3 separate regions of the Mus musculus genome follow, and regions 2 and 3 are each linked to region 1. The links are chromatin contacts, called in public promoter capture Hi-C maps. All regions are on one chromosome and are shown on one strand. The core of a region is the stretch at or near the end of the contact, and the rest is flanking DNA. Distances in the headings are between cores, read along the strand shown.

Region 1 (3,347 bases), core at 263-2,762:
GATATGCAGAATCTCGGTTCCCAAAAGCAGAAATTTAAGTCCTGTTAAACTGTACATTGCATAAACTCCCCTAGAACTCCATCTTACCCTATTGTTCAAAACAATTGGCGGTATCGCAGTGACAATGGCAGCTAACACGATGACCGGTGACTGGCTGAGTGCTTTATTTGCTTTAGAAAACGTATTGGACAAGAACCCTGAGAGGTTGGTCCAGGACTTGCTCTGCAGATGAGGAGATAAAGCTCAAACAGGTTGAGGCACAACCTTACTCAGTGCCCAACATTACTCAGTGCTGGCCAAGCCAACCTGTGGGTCCAAGACGCTCCAGTTTGTGAATGTACAGGATAGCTGGAGGCTTGAAACTGGAATCAATAATGAACTGACTACACTCATATTAAAATTGTCTCCTTGATTGCACCCAGGCTCTGAATTATGGCTGTACTCTCAACTCAGAGCAGGGTACCAAATTCAGCCTTTGACGTTTAATGCCCAGAACCCAATAAATCCAGCTACTGGGTTTCCAGCTAAGTCTTTTAGATTTCAGGGTATAGTATATGATTTTGATATCCTTAACTCGATTAATTGTATCCCCTTAAGTATCTTGTGTGTAGATACTGTAATGAAAACATTTTCTGAGCACTTGCATCTTAACAGAGGAAGCATTTAAACATGGAGTACCTTAACATACCTCGTTAAACCCAAAAATCATTGAGTAAGTCCATGCATGTCAGGTTCACCTTTGGGCATTAGAGATACAAAGAAAAAATACTAACCTCTTTGTCAACTATGTCTGGGCAATACAAATATTAAAGAAATATATCTCGGGCAATTCTGCTAATTAAGTTTGAAGTTGGATAATTCAGCTATTAATACTAGTTTTAAAGGCACGAGCATAATTTCACATCCACGGCTGTGGCAAAATTAGAACAAACTTAGTTTGAGGACCCCAACAGACTTTTATTTGGGACTGTAGAAACAGACAACACCTTATTCTAAATAGAAGGAATGTGCGCGTGAGATGACCAGAGGATGATTTTAAAACAGAAAGGGAATTTTAAAAGGCAGAAACATGACCAGAAAAAAAAAATGAACTGGTTGTTTCAGAGTGTCTTTCCTTGTGCAGGTGAAGGCAAAAGGAACTTCTTCGTCTTCTGCCTAAAACAAGGGACCCACAACAGAGTAATAAGAAAAGGGCAGCCAGGGCGGGTGAGAGGGTGGGAAAGGCAAACCTCTCTGTCCAGCTCCATTCTACCTGTCTCCGAGTGGTACCGTTAAATGAACCAATGGGTAAGGGAGTCCCATTCACCGCGGGCTCGGGCATCCAATCCGGGTACGCGTCTCACACTCGGCGGTCGGCCCCAGGCGCTCTCTGCGGCGTCCCGCAGCAGCTGCGCACTGGGAGCCTCCGGAGCGCCCCGGGGCAGCGCCAGTCTCTGCGGGGGCCCGCGCGCGGGGGGTGGGGGGGGGCGTCCGCTACTGCGCAGGCGTCCCAGGAAGCGCTCCGCGGAGCCGCGCTCCGCCCGCGTCCGCCGACCAGATAGTGGCCGGGAGCGCGGGGTTCCGCTAGCGCTGAGTTCCGCGCGCCAGACCGAAGTGGCGGTGGAGGCGGGTGAGTCCCGGAGGGAAATGCCACTCCCTTCCCCAGCTCGCCGAGGGCGGAGGGTAGAGACGGTGAGAGCTTCTGGTTCCTTCTTCTCCACCCGCGGGTCGGTTCCGCTAGTGGAGACGCGCGTGGGGTGACCAGGGAGGCGGGGAGGAGGAGCATACGGCGGCAGGTGGATGTCAACTGTGGCGTTAGGTGAGGGGCGGGGGTCATGGCCGGGGTCAGGGTCAGGGTCAAGGCGTAAGGGCGGGGCCACGGCTGCCTGGGTGTCAGCTTCAGGGTCAGTGCTTTCGTGCTGTCAATTGGCATTCCTGATCTAAAATGTAGAGAGCAGGCTGAGGGAGATGCCGGATGCTGGGTAGGCGCTGCGCAAACAACCCTTCCCAATGCTGGAGCCAGCCCTGAGCCTGGATGGCTGTCCAGCCAGTGACTGGAAAAAAAATCCCCTGTACCTTTGGTGGGACTCCAGAGGAGCCAGCTGCAGAGAGAAGCACGCGGATGTGTGGGTTTCCCCTTTCTTCCAGTTTCCCCAGAGATTTCTCAGTTTTAGGGGGACTGTTGAGTTTTCGTGCTTCTCCCCTGCCTTACCCCTCAACTAAGTTTAAAGGCAGTTTTACTGGGTGTGCCTGGGAAGAAAGTTTGTTGGATGTACATCATGGGGCATTTTGTGTGCAGTAAGATGTAACTGAGTTGAAGATGCTATGTGTGGCCTAGAACAGCGGAGAACCATTTAGAATCGTAGAATCATTGAGACTTAGAAAACTTTCAGGGAGTTGGGTTTCTTCCCTTAGGTTAAGCACTTAATAAAAATCTATGGGTAAACCACCTGTTACCTGTGCCACACGGGCAATAAAGGATATTGCTATTTTAAAGCCACATTTGAATTTCTTTGCTTCAAAGAGCAGAGGGAATGCTAAGGCTGATCAGGGACTTTTCCCTTACCCTCTTCCAGTCCAAGCCTTCGATGGTCTAGGATTCAGTGAGAGCTGATGGACGTTTAGGCAAACAGTTAACCCAGAGGAGGCAAGGGATATTTCCCCACCCCCACCCCCAAACTGGAGACTATATCAGATTTCCAGTTACTGCTAGTCCAGATATATCTGCCCTTTCCCCTCCCCTGCCCCCCTTTTTAAATTCCCTTTGGGGTTTTGTTGGGGTGAGAATTACAGAATTTCTTACAGCATTTTATAATTTCACTCCTGGATCCATGGCTTTCTCATTCCATGAAAATGGTCTGAGGACCTTTGGATGGGCGATTTGTTTATAGCTGAAGACTCAGTGTTAGCATGAAACATGGATCTCTACTCTGCTGAGGAAAGCTGTCCTGACAGACATGGCTCTGTTTAGCTCAGAGAGTGGTGTCCGGCTTGTTAACTTGTAATGTTTCTATACATGTTACAAGCAAGAAATTAAGATGGTAGTAAACTTTCTGAATCCTACCAGTCGGTAGACTAAAGAGCTACCATGGATAGAAAGAGACTAAAGTCTTCTTAGTTTATCATTAGTTCCATTGTAACATTCTGCCTGCCATAGCACAGGCCTAACTAACTTTATAACTAAAATGGATGAGGGAAGTGAATATTGAGGACCTGCTCCTAAACTTTATGCATTGACCTTTTACCTACAAGAACGGGAAGCTAGGAGAGAACAGATGGCCAAGGACCCTATCTTCTGGCAGACTTTTCTACTCTGTCCACATTGCTGAGCTTAAAGACAAGCAGTGCTTTCGATTCCCCTAAGAGTT
Region 2 (3,760 bases), core at 557-3,056, 300 kb after region 1:
CAAGTGGCAAACAGTTATGCAAGTGTGATGAGTACTTGCAAATGAGAAAGCTCTCGAGTTCCCACTCCTGTTAAATGTTCCTCACTGGAGAGAGCCGCATCCTCCAAGATTTAGGTGGGTTAGGAAGGGCACACACCTCTAAGCATTTACTAAGATCTTACAATCTGGCCACTTTTGTTGAGGACACTTCTCTCTCCCCAAATCCTCTGGACCACATTCAAAGTAAGAGATGCTCAGGAAAGGCTGATTCAATTTCCAGTGCATTGGAAAGCCAATCACAACCCCCATTGCAGGCTAATTGAGCTTGATGACCGGTCATATGTGGTGTAATAGCTTCACAAGGCTGAAAGGGAAATCAATGTGGGGACTGAAAACCTGCCAAGTGTTCACTCCTGGGCCCCACAGCCCATGCTGGCCTGCTTCTTGACTCTTCCTACCTAATGTCCATCTTCATGATACCCTGGTCAGCAAGAACTGCTCTGTGGACAACACTCCCTTGTCCTATATTTTGGATTTTCTATCATCAAGGACAAGCAAGGTTCGGAAGTTAAGTTGGGTTGTAAACATGCTTCATGTTTCGTAAAGTTTCTCTATACACAAATCACGGCTAGAGAATACTTTACCATCCTTTTATTTCCATCCGTGGGAAATGATAGGACTACATAAAGAGAAACAAGAAACGGGTTTTGTTGTTATTGTTGTCTTTGCTAAAATGAGGTTTTAAGACAGTGTTGGCAGTGGGTGTAATAATCCCTCCACTGACCATTTCTATCCCAATATAAGAAACAAAACGTGCCAAAGTATGCAGTCTTGTTGAATCCATCAGGGATAAGAAAGAAAGGAAAAAAGAAAAAAAAAAAAGGACAAACAGCAAGGCCTTGAAGAATAAATCATTAACCACAAGTCAAATCGAGGCACCCTGGCAACCAGCGAGATGTAGAGGCAGCCGAGAGGAATCAGGTAGCTGAGACTGCCTTGTCCCCTCTGATGACTTCTGGAGAGAAACACCCCACAGGCACGACGAACCCGGCACACCGCGCTCCTGTCCATGTCACTTTTCAAACTTGAAGTTATTTTTAGATGACCCAAGCCGGCTAAGCCCAGGCAGGACAATTCTCAGCCCGCTGTGCCCGAAAGCCCCTTTGCCTCTCCCTAAAAAATTTGGTAAAGCTTGGGAAGACAGGGGTCTCCTCATTTTTTTTCCTTTACTCACTGCTTTGCTGGACACCCCTAACTCCTCTAAGCCCAAATCCCGGGGACACTGGAGTTATTCTGGATCCTCCAAGTCCCTATACACCTGCTGCTGCACCTGGGAAGGTGGACCCTTGGCCAGTAGGATGGGGAGGGGGCTTTTGGAGACTAGCGCCTCCTAGAGGGGGTCATGGGAAACCTGTCTCTGGGGATGCTTTGGGGACTGGCCAGGAGAGAAGATCTCTCCAGCCCTGCCCCTGAGCCCAGCAATGCTTGATTCCCATTGTCCGGGTCCCCTGGCACCCAGGTGTTCAGCCCTGGTGGGACAGGGGACAGGGTCGATGGGGCCTGCGCCGTTACGTAACCGACCTGCAGGACGTCTGCGATGCGCCGCTGTGGCGGCGGTGACAGTGGCAGCGGCTCGGGGGTCCTCGGGGCAGCAGGCTGCGGGCGCGGCTCTGCCTGTTCACCTGACGGCCGGGGCGAGCGCGGAGCCCGCGGGCCTGGGCGTGGAGCCGTGCGCACTGAGCGCCGCCTCCCGCTCTCCGGGTCGTGGGGTCACCCGGGCTGTGCCTCCTGCTGGTGCTCCCGCAACCTCCACCGCCGTCACCCGGGACAAAGCGGCTCCGGGGAGGGGCCGAGCCGGCGGCTCTCGACCAAGCCAGTGGAGATGGGCGCGCCCCCAGCTCCGACTCATCGGGCCAACCTCCAATCAGACCCCAGGGAAGCCAAAGCCCCTGACTGGCCTCCTTTGGTCGCCTCCCTCCTGACCAGTCGCCCTTCTGGGTCCCTCACCCACCTCCACCTCCTGGGCTTCCACCCGGCGCTCAGCTGCACACCCCTCCTTTGCGATCTCAGGCGAGCTGGACCCTTTGCAGGAACCTGACACAGGAGCCTGTCCCCAAAGGCAATGCCTTTCCAAAGAAGAGGCTCCCGGGTCATCTCCCCCATCCCCCGTTGAGGACTTTTTTTTTTTTTTTTTGAGGGTCAAAGAGGGGTGAGATCGCTCTTGGAGCGAAGCATCTGCATACAAGGATACTAAAAAATAAAAGGACAGAGAAGAAACTGTGGGTCCGTAGAACTAGGGGGTTGTTTTCTCACAGGTCGACCTCTGGCTAACTAAGGAACTGTCTGGAAGCCACTCTTGAGTGCTCAAGAGCGACTATGCTTGGTGGGTGCTGGCGCCCTCTGGCTGGGGCTGTGAGTGAGCCCTGCCCACACCATTGAAGGTGCCCTGTGCCGGTTTCACAGTTTTGCCAGGAAAGACTCACAACCACCAGACCTGGGGGAGAGAAAGAAGGACTTGGGTGTTCAAGGATTCCTAATGTGTAAGACTTTGGGTCCCTAGGAAAAGGGAGACTAGTATTTATACAAGGTAAAGGGGAAGGGGCGTGTCGGAGGTGGAACAATACAGGGAGGATTTACTTCTCAACCAAATGAACCCATTCTGAAGACTGTGCAAAATTATGCAGCTCAAGAACAAGGAAGCCTGTGACTTGTGGTGGCACAGACGGGGACAGGACTGAATCTCATGGCAAGAGTACCTCAATGACACAAAATGATTAGCGTTTGGAGACCGTGGAAACTGAAGGATAGAGGAGACCAACCTCAAAGCAGATAGAATGGCAGATAGGAATAAGTTTTGTGTCATGTCGCCTTTCTCACTGTTGTATACTTGAACCTTTTCCTGCATCCACTTGGTTGGTTCTTAATAACAGTATTAAAACTGCATTGAAGTAATAGTTCTCTTCTCTTCTCTTCTCTTCTCTTCTCTTCTCTTCTCTTCTCTCTCCCTCTCTCTCTCTTTCTCTCTTCCTCCCACCCTCCCTCCTTCCCTCCCTCCCTCTGTGTGTGTCTCTGTGTGTGTGTGCCTATCTCTGACTCTCTGTCTCTGTGTGTATCTTGCTGCCTACTCTCTCTCTCTCCCTCCCTTCCTCTGTGTGTGCCTCTGTGTGTGTGTGTGTGTGTCTGTCTCTGACTCTGTCTCTGTGTATATCTTTTGGCTCTCTCGCTCTCGCTCGCGCTCTCTCTCTCTCTCTCTCTCTCTCTCTCTCTCTCTCTCTCTCTCTCTCTCCTTTCTGTGTATCTGAGTGTCTTGCTGCCTCTGTGTGCCTGTTTTTCTGTCTGTCTCTGTGTGTCTGTCTGAGAGAGGGGGGGTGCTTAGCTCTTCTATCCGCTTAATCTGCATTAAATATAAGCACAGAATTAAATAAACATTTCAGAGTTGAAAATGACCTTCGATGTCATCACGCTTTGGGCATGCACATTCTACATGTTTGTTAATTTGACAGAATTGCAAGTTCGGAGAGAAATTTCTTTTTGAAAGGACCTTCTTATATGGAGCAAAAACATCTCTAGAATTTTCTCGTACAGGCTATAGCTCACATCTGAAAGTCATCATGGAAATCAAGCCCCATTCCTCTTCCAACTAACTATTTTTGAAACCTAGGAAGATAGCCATCACGTCTGGTGCACCTGGAACTTCGGCTTTTCAGGTAATATAGCTTCAAGGCTTTCAACAAAATTTCAAGGTAGCAATTCTTAGACTCACCGTGTGTTGACTTTGATC
Region 3 (3,555 bases), core at 125-2,624, 440 kb after region 1:
TAAGGTTCAGTCTCAAGATGCCAGGCTTGGCAGCAGACACCTTTACCCACCGAGCCCTCTTGCTGGCCCTCCACCTCAGTTTTTGAGACAAAGCCTCTCTCACTGAACCTGGAGGGGTTGAGGTATGGACTCAGGTTTTTGTGGTTGCTGCAGAAAGCACTTCATCCACCATGCTGGCTTCCCAACCAAAACCACAGTAAGATCTTGGCCGCCAAAATATGAATAGAAATTAAAAGGCCAGCCAGTAAAAGTGCCTTCTCTAAACTGTTCAACATTCAGTAGCTGCTTTATGGGAAAAAAAAAAAAAAAAAAAACCCTTACAGTGGAATCCATTACTTATTTCCTCAGGGCAGGGAATAAGGGAGGGAGGAACTCACCAATAAAATAGTATCTGGTGGTAGGGATGGGGAGAGAAAGAAAGAATATTGGGGAGCTTTTAATCTGTAAAGATCAATTTAGCAAATCAAGTTTTATAAAATCGTAGAGTTACCTCTACTTGTGATACAAATTTATTACTCGTTTTCACAAACTGAAATCATGGAAACTCTTCTGTCGCCGCCCCCAAACTACAAGCTTACATCTGCAATGTTAATAAACACCCACTTAGAATTAACTGCAGGGAATTACTAACAGTCAAAAGACCTGACTATTTCCAACAAGGTATGTAGAGAAACAGAGTAGACGAATTGCCGGAAGTATGTGTATGCCCAATGTTCCAACACTGAGTTTAATAAAAGAAAAATTAGAAAAGGAAATACTACCTCCCTCCAAACTCCCTGTCACTGCTACATACCTTGATTCTTGCTTTTTCTATAAATTCAAGAGGGGCTTTCCCAAACTCAAGTCCAGCTCCAATCCAGGGAATCCAGCCTTGGATGCACGGGGGTCCAAGCAAATTCTTCAACCGAGAGAATAAGAAAAGAACACAGCTTCCCAGAACGGCGATTGCTATTGGTGAGAATAACTCCATAATGCCCATCTTCCAGAATCAACAGACGTTTGAAAACGTCCTTCTCCAGGGGAATCTCCTAGTCCCCCGCCGACTGAGGAAAATGCGCCCAGTTTTGCAAACTCTGAGCCGAGAAACTTTTTAAACAAATTCTCTTGCGTAACTGTGGTTCCTTTGCCCCGCCCCAGTTTTTGTGTGATTTTTGCATTGTGGCTATCTTCCACCTTCCCACGGCTTTCAAATTATGAGAAAAAAAAAAAAAAAAAAAAAAAAAAAAAAAGCTTTGATTTGAACTGGGCTGGGCTGGGCTGGGACGGAGGAGGCGGGAACACATCCTGAGGCGGCGGAGCTCGAGTAAACTAGCTGTTTGCAGCGGGCGCCTAGCTACCAGCCAATCAGAGAAGTCGCTGAGCCCCCAAGAACTACATTTCCCAGAAGCCTCTTGGGTGCGGCTTTGTTTTTCAGCACCTGAGGCCGCCGGACCGGTCCAGCTACCAGGCGGGCGGCGCCTTTGCAGAGCGTAATAAAGGCACATGGTCCTGACCTGACCTCTCTCGGGCTGAAAAGGGGCGGCGCCGGCAGGGTGGCAGGTTCCCAGGCGACCAGCGGTGCCCAGTGGTCCTGACTTGCTGCTGAATGCCTATCGCCGAGGAGGAGAAGCTGCTGCCGCTCACGCAGAGATGGCCCCGGACGAGCAAGTTCCTACTGTCCGGCTGCGCCGCAACCGTGGCCGAGCTAGGTACCGGCCGCCCCCGCCTCGGCCTCCCCAGCGAGTGGCTGCGGCATCGTGCTGGGGGAGGGATGGGCGGGCAGCCTCACTCCTGGCTGGAGTGCATCTTCAGAGGTTGGACCCTCGCAAGGATGTGGTCAGGTGCCCAGTAGGCCAGCTTCGGGAGGAGCGTGGATTGGAGGTGTCCAGGGTCCTTGTCTTCCCATCCCCAGGGATGTTGTCTTATGCCTGAGTGAGTACTCTTGGGCTCTTCATGAGCCCTATACCTCTCTAGGAAACATTTCCCCTTTCGTAAGGATGACCTTTATAGAACCATAATCCATTTGTTCACAGTTTTTTGGTTTGGTTTTGGTTTGTTTTTTTCTTTTTCATCCTCCCTGGGATCGTTTTTTGTGGTTTATAGTCTTATGCTGCCTCGGGAGTCTTTAAGATTTGAGTTGGGGGAAGGGGGACAGTGAGTCCTACCTTGAGGGACTCCAATTGTTAACCATCCCTCTGGAACATTTGCTTAATGCCAGTCAGCCACATCACTTCTCTGAGCCTATACCCGTTAAGGGGAATTCTGAGAAGTAATTTTTATATGTGGTAAATGCAAGGTAGGGGCAGCATTATTCCAGTTGATGCAGTAGTGGGTCCTGGATATACAATTGCAAAAAACCCCAGTGTGGCCTTCTTCCAGGCTCAGTGGGGTGGCGGGTGGGGGGTGGCACATGCAGAGAAAGACATTTATTTACAGCTGCTGCCTGTTGCAGAGAAGCTATTTCTGTGTGTTCCAAGAACATTATAGGAACAAAACAAAACAAGACAGATCCATCTGCCTAAGTGAGTTCAAAGAAACAAACAACAACAACAAATAAATAAATAAGTAAATAAACAGACCACCTAAAGTGGATTACGGCACTATGGCATGAGCAAAGGGTGGGGGTGTTGTTGTGGTTGTTGTTGTTTTTCAGGAAGGGGGCAGGGAGGTTTTGAGTACAACCTGTGGTCTCTGTGAAGCTATTTGAGATTACCCTTACATTTTTTTGTCCATTAAAAAAAGAAAGAAAGAAAAAGGAAAATGTCTCTGGTGCATTAGTTATTTGAAAATGTTATCCAACCGTCTCTAGCGGAGCTTTATTTATTTTTATGCCTAGCATAGCCAGCACACTACCTATTGCTTTGCCCTTTAGACTCTTCCTTTCTTGCCTTTGGCCCATCTATTTGTCTTCTTTCTAATCAAAGCTAACACAATTTTATTTTCCTTAATCATTGATTTTCCTAAATAAAATTCACCAGCTTCTAAAGACATCTAAAACGAGTCAGCCGAGTGATGAGCTGCATTAGTGGTTTGATGGCTCCCTGAAAGCTCAGTGGCTTGTCCAGAAACGGTCCTGTGAAATGTGTTGGGGAGAAACGGGTGAAGAATAGGGACAGAAGGCCAAGGGATCAAAGTTAGTTGGTAAAGGGGAGTTCACACTGATTCAGCACGAATGCCCCAGCCACAAGGTAACCAAAGGAAAAGGAAGGAAGAAAACATGTGTTCTGAGAAGCAGCATTTGTACTTAGAGCTCTTGCCTCTTCATACTTTGCTCAGTTTCATGTGTTGATAAGACACTTTTTAAGGTGTGTGTGTGTGTGTGTGTGTGTGTGTGTGTGTATACCACTGGAAACTTTTTAAGACTCCATATATATGCAAGATAAGAAAACATCTTAGGGACATTATTGGTTAGCAACTTTTCCAGAACCTAATGGAAAGATGTAACACATCCCCCTCCCCGCCCCCTCTCCTGTCTTTGGAAAGGTATTCATGGATCGTGGATCAGGCAGCGGTCACTGAAAATCTTTGTGTACTCTAAGCGATGTTCATGAGCTTGACCCCATATCCTTCTTAAGA

Evidence for each region. Promoter capture Hi-C pulls out the DNA fragments that hold promoters and counts their contacts. Capture Hi-C pulls out chosen DNA fragments and counts their contacts.
Region 2: a contact with region 1 is called in a promoter capture Hi-C map of neural stem cells. The contact joins the promoter of Rcan2 here to the promoter of Enpp4 in region 1. A contact is called at or near these places in 8 of 39 promoter capture datasets (the 3T3-L1 cell line, cranial neural crest, embryonic stem cells and 4 more), 3 of 484 Hi-C or Micro-C datasets (all in embryonic stem cells) and 1 of 115 datasets of contacts at active chromatin or transcription factors (stem cell-derived neural progenitor cells).
Region 3: a contact with region 1 is called in a promoter capture Hi-C map of adipose tissue. The contact joins the promoter of Slc25a27 here to the promoter of Enpp4 in region 1. A contact is called at or near these places in 12 of 39 promoter capture datasets (the 3T3-L1 cell line, 3T3-L1-derived adipocytes, the C10 cell line and 6 more), 3 of 115 datasets of contacts at active chromatin or transcription factors (embryonic stem cells, memory CD8 T cells and pancreatic cancer cells) and 3 of 9 other capture datasets (adipose tissue, liver and pancreatic islet).

Annotation. Positions count from the first base shown.
Region 1 is chr17:44,103,973-44,107,319 of GRCm38.p6, reverse strand. Enpp4 (ectonucleotide pyrophosphatase/phosphodiesterase 4) reads left to right here and starts at 1,512. Exons shown (of 4, transcript NM_199016.2): 1 at 1,512-1,671. It overlaps Gm34917 (predicted gene, 34917), which reads right to left and starts at 1,536. Exons shown (of 4, transcript NR_167720.1): 1 at 1,253-1,536.
Region 2 is chr17:43,799,897-43,803,656 of GRCm38.p6, reverse strand. Rcan2 (regulator of calcineurin 2) reads right to left here and starts at 1,806. Exons shown (of 5, transcript NM_207649.1): 1 at 1,561-1,806. Gm34773 (a long non-coding RNA gene) reads left to right here and starts at 3,274. Exons shown (of 3, transcript XR_385586.2): 1 at 3,274-3,686.
Region 3 is chr17:43,665,033-43,668,587 of GRCm38.p6, reverse strand. It overlaps Slc25a27 (solute carrier family 25, member 27), which reads left to right and starts at 1,374. Exons shown (of 9, transcript NM_001357122.1): 1 at 1,374-1,688. The coding sequence starts at 1,586. It overlaps Cyp39a1 (cytochrome P450, family 39, subfamily a, polypeptide 1), which reads right to left and starts at 1,216. Exons shown (of 12, transcript NM_018887.4): 1 at 794-1,216. The coding sequence starts at 979.